3 separate regions of the Pan troglodytes genome follow, and regions 1 and 3 are each linked to region 2. A link is a contact called in public Hi-C data. All regions are on one chromosome and are shown on one strand. The core of a region is the stretch at or near the end of the contact, and the rest is flanking DNA. Distances in the headings are between cores, read along the strand shown. Region 1 overlaps LDLRAD3 (low density lipoprotein receptor class A domain containing 3). Region 2 has its middle 120 kb from the start of LDLRAD3. Region 3 has its middle 24 kb from the start of COMMD9.

Evidence for each region. Hi-C and Micro-C count contacts between places; a contact is called where the count stands out from the background.
Region 1: a contact with region 2 is called in a Hi-C map of stem cell-derived neural progenitor cells, with 4 times the contacts expected there. The contact joins two enhancer-like sites. A contact is called at or near these places in 3 of 7 Hi-C or Micro-C datasets (induced pluripotent stem cells and stem cell-derived neural progenitor cells).
Region 3: a Hi-C map of induced pluripotent stem cells shows a contact between it and region 2, with 4 times the contacts expected there. The contact joins two enhancer-like sites. A contact is called at or near these places in 4 of 7 Hi-C or Micro-C datasets (blood, induced pluripotent stem cells and stem cell-derived neural progenitor cells) and 1 of 1 other capture datasets (stem cell-derived neural stem cells).

The regions. Positions count from the first base shown.
Region 1 is chr9:40,145,152-40,147,851 of NHGRI_mPanTro3-v2.0_pri, reverse strand. The region is part of intron 4 of LDLRAD3 (low density lipoprotein receptor class A domain containing 3); the gene reads right to left. Among named protein-coding and RNA genes, the nearest start is that of COMMD9, 160 kb to the left of the region's middle. Within about 2 kb of position 1,416, at least 4 of the 24 cell types and tissues checked have an H3K27ac peak or open chromatin away from gene starts, as enhancers often do. A contact at or near this core is called in stem cell-derived neural progenitor cells, where this site is marked.
Region 2 is chr9:39,831,614-39,834,313 of NHGRI_mPanTro3-v2.0_pri, reverse strand. No RefSeq gene overlaps it. Among named protein-coding and RNA genes, the nearest start is that of LDLRAD3, 120 kb to the left of the region's middle. Within about 2 kb of position 1,378, at least 11 of the 24 cell types and tissues checked have an H3K27ac peak or open chromatin away from gene starts, as enhancers often do. A contact at or near this core is called in induced pluripotent stem cells, stem cell-derived neural progenitor cells and stem cell-derived neural stem cells, where this site is marked.
Region 3 is chr9:40,277,202-40,279,901 of NHGRI_mPanTro3-v2.0_pri, reverse strand. No RefSeq gene overlaps it. Among named protein-coding and RNA genes, the nearest start is that of COMMD9, 24 kb to the left of the region's middle. Within about 2 kb of position 1,266, at least 4 of the 24 cell types and tissues checked have an H3K27ac peak or open chromatin away from gene starts, as enhancers often do. A contact at or near this core is called in induced pluripotent stem cells, stem cell-derived neural progenitor cells and stem cell-derived neural stem cells, where this site is marked.

The DNA of each region.
Region 1 (2,700 bases), core at 167-2,666, 310 kb before region 2:
TGGCTGACACCTGTAATCCCAGCATTCTGGGAGGCTGAGACAGGAGGACTGCTTGAGCCCAGGAGTTCGAGACCAACCTGGACAACATAGCAAGGCCCCATCTCAACTGAAAAAAAAAAAAAAGAAAAAAGAAAATGGACAAATGGACTTGGCCTTCTTAGGCCATAAGGAAGATGAATCATCACTGCAGGAGATGCCAGAAAATGCAAAAGGAGAGCTAAGTAAGTTTAAGTTTCCAGATAAAAGGTAAACAAAGGTAAAATTTAATGAGCACATACCATGGGCCAAACACTAGACAAGATGCTGTTTTAATCAGTATCTCATTTATCCTCTCAAAATAAAAACCCCAAAACACTATAAAACTCATTCTATTATCCCCAAAAGGGGGGAACTGAGGCTGGGGAGAGGAAGTCACTTGCCCAGGGTCACGTGGCTGGGAAGCCACAGAGCTGAGGACCAAACTCAAACCTGCTGACTAACGTGGTGCTCTTCCCTCTGTATACACAGCCCCGCATGAGTACGTTACTTATGAGTGCGTTAAAACAAGCCAAAAACCCCACATGGGCTTAAACCGCTGCATTCACTTGACAAGCACTATGTAAGGTCCTCTCCTATCGGGACTGTAAGGTGCTCAAAAGTGATGTATGGATAGGAAGAAAAAACACAACATCACCTGAAACCCGAATTAAAAATCCATGTGCTTCTGAGTCCTGAACAATTTCTCTATCACAAAATGTTTACTGCGGCTTTGTGACCTTTGACAAACCACCCAACCTTTGTGTGCCCCAGTTTTCTCATCTATAAAACGGGGAAATAATGACACCTACTCCTTCTGGGTTGTTGTGTGATTTAACAAATTTTAAATATAAAGCACTAAGAACAGTGTTGGGCACACAGTCAACACTGTGTAAGTTTAGCCACGCTGCATTACTGCTCTTATTAGATAATCACACATCATTGAAGCATGTGTACACACACACACAGTCACACGTTTTCTTTTTCTCTTCTCTCACACAAAAACGGGTTATTGAGACACATTTTCCAACAAGAGACAGTGGACTTGGCAAAGGAGCCTCTTAATGCAGCCTCCTTTATTTTCCGTCTTCCACTCTCCTTTATAAATAGGTTTGGCAAACTGATGCTTAATAGCTTAATATCGGGTTCATATTAATCTCACCCTGTCTGAACTTCAAAGGGACACACTGTTCTGACTGCTAATGAAATGAATTTTAGTTGTAAGTTTCCAAGGGATCAGAGCTGGAAAAAAAAAAAAAATCCCAGCTGATTTAAAAAGACAAACATCTCCTTGGTGCTCTTTTAAAGCTATTTGGGTTTTACAGAGCCATCGCCCCAAGCAGGGGAAATCCAACAGCCTTAGCCTGGCCAGCACAAGGTCCCACAGACGCTAGATGGCACTAGAACATGCTCGAAACAAAGACCACCCAACACCTAAGCTCCTCTGGTCCTTTGCCCAGCCCACCCCAGGCCCCAGGTGGGTTCAATGAGGCAAGATGTGTGATATAGACTATACAAACTGGAATAAACCATGCAAATGTTAGAAACTATAAATAGGAGTCAAGGAAGCAATATTACATGCTTGGACAAAATACACCCAGGTATTCTTTTCTGGATTTCAAAAGGCAAATCATCACAATAATTCAGTACTTAATGCTACTGAGCCATACACTTAAAAATGGCTAAGACAGTAGGTTTTCTGTTATGTATATTTCACCATAATTTTTTTTAAAAGGCAAAGCATCCCCAATAATAGGAATAGTATAGTGTTTTCATTCCTAAGAAATAAATACAATAATGTAGTCAGTTACCATCTCTTACTCTGGTATAATGTATTCTAGCCCCAAAGCAACAAAAAAGTAGTTATTTTACAAACTGGCTCGTTCCAGGACACTGCCAGGCAGCTCATACCTCTGTTCATTTCGAAAACCTCACTTTATATAAATACCAACCTCCCTATCCTTGAGAAGGCTCCGAAGCAGGTTATTCACATAGAGAGAAAGCTCTTATGCCCCAAACCAGCTTTGAGATGCGTCTGCTGCTGCCTCGAGCCTCACCATCTCCAATTCATTTGTGTGGAAAGGCAAGACAGCTCGTTTAAGCACAGATTACTGGTGGTGGGGTGACAGCTGGGAGAACAGGGAAAGCCTCTCAAGGCATGAGCCTTACAGGCATGAGCCACTGTGCCCCGCCTAGAGTGGTTTTTCTGATGCCAATGTGGATAAATCTGCTCCTCTGGTTGGCCACCCTTTGAGCCAACTGCACAGCTCAGCTTGGATTCCAGCTGGAAGTCAGGTGAGGCATCCTGAGATGCCTGGTCTCACCTGGGTTGTGACGGGTACCAGGTAGAGGCTTCTGGCCACCAGCAGGGTTAGATAAAGACATTACGATCCTGAGAATGGGAGGCAGTCCATGAAAGAGATCGTGCGCACTGGACTTGGACTGAGAGAGGCCTGGGGCTGAATTCCAGATTCCAGAGCTGGCTCCTTCCAGAAGAGTGAACCTGGGCAACTCTCTCAGCCTCAGCCTCTACCTACCACTGCCAAGTGGGGATGATGATAATAGCTCTTCAACCAGCTGCTGTGAGGACTACGTGGGCTGATCTGTAAGAAGGACCTAACATTAACATAGTGCCTTGATGAAGCCTGAATGACTTGCACAAAGCAGGCGCTCAGCCCGGGGTTG
Region 2 (2,700 bases), core at 129-2,628:
CCTCTTCTTTCATCTAGAAAAATAATAGTACCTAGCACTTCAGGTCGTTATGTGATTAAAACAGTTTCATTTTCTCTGACAGAGTGGCCTGTTTAAGATAAGGAGAATTTTTGAATCTGGGTAGATTGGATTCTTGCCACTTCCTGCTATCTCATCAAAGAGCCAAACATAGAACAGGGAGGGCTATGTGAAGGAATGTGCACTTCATCAAAAGCATGCATTCCGTTAATTTAAAGAAATTATAGTATGATTATTCTATCATAGCAACAAGATATAAATAGATATTAATAAGTAAAATCAGGTTAGTTGCTGAAAAATGCCATTCATAATAAGGTTGCATTACATAAATGTTTGCATATGTAAATGTCCTGTAATGCCCATGGACTTTAATTGCTGCATTTGGCATGGAAAATTACCAGCTCTGCTACTACTAGTGGTGTGATCTCAGGCAACATTCTTTACCTCTCTGAGCCTCAATTTCATTGGCCATAAAATGAGACTAATTTTTTTCTTGTATTAAAGGACCACATGAGATAATGTATGTAAAAAGACTGAAAACTGGAAAGTACAATAGTTTTTTAGGTATTTAATCATTGTTGTAATTAATAGCCACAGTGAAAATATATTCAAGGACAATGTAAAGATTTGAGCTTACAGTTTCAAATACCAACCTTAAGAATGATCCAGAAATACTAAACTCATGTGTTTTTTTGTTTTTAAAACTATGACATCTATAAGTTGGAGACATTTGCTTTTTGAGACATTGTCTTTTTTATTATATAATCTTTAGTCCTCATGGCATCCTCTTTAGAGACCAAACAGCAATTAGTGAACTGTTTCAGACAGAAATCTGGATGGTCCAAGATCCTGGATTAAGATAGCTCTATTTATGAATGCATTTTCAGATTAAACAGGAAAAGTGTATTAAACCAAGCACTTCATTGTGGATAAGGAAAATCGATATCCTGTGGGTTGGACTGTTTTTAGTCTTACTACAAAAATGGATGCACTATTTATACGTGTTTTCTCCAGTCATGGCTATTAGCTCTTCACTTCAAGTTCACTCACTCAGCCACTACGGTGGAGAGCCAGTCATTGTAGGTTAAAAGCAACTAATGTTAGACCCCTGCTGGCCTGGTCTGGCACTGCACGGGGAAACACAATCTCCAATTCTTATTAGTGGGGAAATTGGTTTACAAAAGCAGAGCTGAGACGCCAAGGATTTGGTTTTGCCTCCCTTGATATCTAGGTGCCAATATGGGAGCAAGAAGAAAAGTGGGATTTGCCTTACAATGGAGAAGTTCTTGAGGAGGAACTGGGGATTATAATCTCCCTTCAGGGCGGTTGGGACTTGGATCAGCCTGCCCCACAAGCTCCCTCTTCATTGCTAACAGCTTGGAGGCTGGCACTGAGCTTTTCCATGTGTTCACACTCATTGTTGGTTGCACTCTCCAACCTCTAGGGGGCGCAGAGGCGTTCGCCTCAGCTTTTTTTTTTTTTTTTTTTTTTTGAGGCAGAGTCTCACTCTGTCCCCAAGGCTGGAGGGGGCAGTGGCACGATCTCAGCTCACTGCAACCTCCGCCTCCCGGGTTCACGCGATTCTCATGCCTCCACCTACCGAGTAGCTGGGATTACAGGCATAAACCACCATGCCCAGCTAATTTTTGTATTTTTAGTACAGACGGGGTTTCACCATGTTGGCCAGGCTGGTCTCCAACCCCTGGCCTCAAGTGATTCACCCACCTCAGCCTCCCAAAGTGTTGGAATTAGAGGCGTGAGCCACCACGCCTGGCCTTCAGCTTTTTCATTTTGTTGCTCCAAGACAAGGAGCCGGGACTAGGAAGGGTCAAGGGCACGATGGAGCGCTCAATGATACACGTGATGCGGCTGCTACAATAGGAGTCGTCATCTGTGGGTAAAAAAGCAACCAGAATTACAATACTTTTCCTTCTTGTGGTCTGTACTTTCTCCTCTTCTCTCGTGAAACTGGAATGAATGGGGCCCAGAGAAAACGAAGCGCAGAACAAGAGAAGGATAGCAAGAAGGGCCCAAACAAAACAAGAGCCTCAAATGGGCAAAGCTTTTGTTTTGGGGAAAGGGATCTCGGTTAATGCTCCTGTTTGGTAGAAATCAGACATAACAGGAATGAGGTTAGGGAGTGGTAAAGTGGTAAGGGGCTTGGCTCCACTTCCAACTCAGTGTTTTTGGTTAACATGAATAGGTAAACCCTAAAGGATTGGGATTGGGGAATCATGAGAGATGGGAAAAATCCCACTTTTCTTTGCTTGAACATGGCCTAGCAGATGACCTTTTCTTCTCACAGTAGAGAGCTCTAAGGAAGGTTATCAAAGTCCAAAAGTTAGGGTTTTAACTCATTTGACCTACTCTACTGGCCCTATGACTTGAAGGTCACAGTCGTGAGATGGGATTATACTGAGAACCAGGGTATCGTTCAACAATGTTCCTTGATCTCTTCCTCATTAGGGCTTGTGCCTCTTCAGAGTTTGGCTGGAGTGACACAAATCCACTCTTCCCAGTTAAAGAAAAGTCATCCTGATTAGCTTCCCAGAGAATGTTCTGTGATTGCAGGAAGGAAAGTTGTGATTCCCAATCTGAACTTGGAGGCCTCAGTGATTTTCGGAAGCACTGTTTGCTGGGCTGAGTCAGCAGAGACAAACCTACCCTTGATTTTCTGGAGAG
Region 3 (2,700 bases), core at 17-2,516, 450 kb before region 2:
ATGAGCTAGTGGGTTTCTGTATTTTACTGAAATAGAGCAGATAGTGAGAGACAATTCACAGGTACGGTCATAAACACCCACTCAGTTGACTACAGCTCAGTGTGGCTTAATTTATCAGTTGCTTTCCTGGAAGCAGGTTTTCTGCAGGAAGAGAAAAGAACAGAAAGGAGCTATGCAGTGGTGGGGAGGAGCAGGTGGTGATGTGGGTGCTTCTTGAGGACAGAGACCATGTCTCATTCACTCGGTATCCATGATATCTTCCACTGTGACTGGCGCACAGTACATTGCCCCATAAATGTCCCTTTGCATCCCACTTCTTCCACAAACTCACAGGATTTGACCTGTGTAGTAAACCATGCCTGAATTAGATTGAATGCAATAGAATGGCAGACTGACAGAATTCACGCTCACTTGAATTGCTCGTCCTAAATCGACCTCAGCTGGGCCCTAATTCACCAACTAGGTGATTTCATCATTCTCCAGCTTGCTTTCATTCTCCAGCATTGATTTCTGGCCTTTATTGGTTTTGAGTCTGTGAGCGTGGGAGATTTGTTCATAGCAGTCTCCCAGCCACACTATTTGGCTTGGGTAGGAAGAGGTAGGGATTGGGAACTCTGGATGAGGGTAGGAAGGAGCTGCTGCTGAGGTGGTAAGTGGAGGGGCAGACGTGGATCTTCTGAGCTCCTGCCACTGTAGAGTTCAGGGACCAGCACTTCCAAGGGGTCAGCAAAGTCTCCAACTGCTGGAGGAGGGCAGGAAAGAGGCACTAGCCCTGGGCCTGAGCAGAGGTGGCAGCATGGTCACCAGGGCTTTGCCCCGCCATGCCCTCTCTCTGGAATGGCTTCCCTTAATCCTGGCCTAATTCCTAGTCATCCTTCTGGATTCAGGAGCAGCACCTAACAGGGGCCCAGGAAGTCAAATTAACTGGCCTGTCTTCCCCACCTGCGTTTTCTCCATCATTCCTCAGCACACTGCATTTTAATGGTCTGTGTCTGTGCCTTCCCCCACACACTGTTCACCTTTCTGTTCCCCACACCTGAGCGCACAGATAATGGGCAGCTTCTGTGGGTACCGAGAGCTTCCTGGCACCAGCTGAACTGGAAGTGTATCCCTGGGGCTACTTCTATAAAAGAGATCATTGGTCAAGGGGCCATACCCTGTTTGGTGACCCAAGGTTATCATGGGCAAAAGCCAAACCTCACCTGGGCGCAGCTGGAGCTTCCCCAAGATGCCCAGCAGATGGCGCAGTCGTCCTCCTTATCTTCCCACCTTGGCCTAAAATCGGAACAAAGACCAGGGAAGCTGAGGGAAGGTGGGGTAGTGGGCAGGCCTCTCCTAGAACCCCGCAAGGGGAGAAGCTTCCTGCAAAAGAAAACCTCAGGCCCAGACCCTTCACCTAACAGAACTCTCCTGCTCAGGCCCTGGGCAACATAGGCAGAGAAGGCAGAAGACAGAGCAGGCAGCGCAGGCCCACCCAGGGCACCCATTCAACCCTGCTCCCCAGACCCAGCTGCAGAAGCCCCCAGGGTCTCCTCGGTGCTTCTGAAATGCCACCATTAGGGCCCATTAGATACAACTCTTCCAGATCAGGTTTTGCTCATGGCAACCATGCAAGTCCCACAGTCAGTCCACAGTGGAACTTTCTACACCTGGACAGGTGGTGGAGCCAGGATTCAAATTTAGGTCTGCTTAGAGCTAAGTCTCAGTTTCTCATCTCTAAAAGAGAGAGATGGAAAGTACTTTTTCCTGGCAATGCAGCTTGGAGGGGATTCATTGTACATGAAGGTGTCTGAGAAATAAAGGATGCCCAGTGTTGGTTTAACTTCAAATATGTACACAGGTGCCTCCACTGGGGTGAGCCCTTCCACAAATCAGAGGACTCATCAGTTCTTTTCTGAGAGTAGGTTTGATGTGATGGGGTTGGGGGTGGGGGGACATGGCAAGGAGTCCTTGTCACCTCTCATCTGGACGAGTCCAAAGGCCTCCAAACTGGTTCCCTGCCTCCCATCGTGCCATCCCTCTCACCCCGCCTCCCATCCTTCCTCCTCATTGCTGCAGGTGTCTTGCAAATGGAAATCTAATGTCACTCTCCTGCCTAAAATACTCAGAATAAAGCCCAAACTCAGAAGAATATTACTCAGTGTCCTTTACAACCTGATTTCTGACGACATTTTAGTCTCATGAAATAAAATTAAGAAATGGACTTAAATCAGAATCAGCAGTGCCAGGGCCAGGGGCTGGAATGGGTCCTGGGTGATGATTCGGGTCAGCTCTGGGCCTCAAGGCCAGAAGCAGTGACAGGATGAGGAAGAAGGGAATGAGAGGGCTTGGTAGCCCGCATTGTCCAATTCTCGATCTGCGTTTTCTCAAGGACAGGGCCTGGGACAGTGCCTGTAGTTACAGATACTCAGTCAGGATTTGTTGAATGCATGTAGGAATGAATGAACAAATGAATGAAAAAAATGGCTATCCTGACAGGGACTAGGGTTGACTGAGTGGTCACTCAGTCAGTGCCACCAGCCACTGCCTTTTGCTAACCTCAGAGGCTGGAAGGGGCACTGCTGGAGGACAGTGAGGCTGAGGAGAAGAGAGCTCGTCTCAGCTGCACCATCTGGGACCCAGCTCTAGGGGTCTGGGTAACAGTGACATCAAGAGCAGAAATCCTAGAGCCTGCTATGCCCACAGCCTCTGAATGCTTGT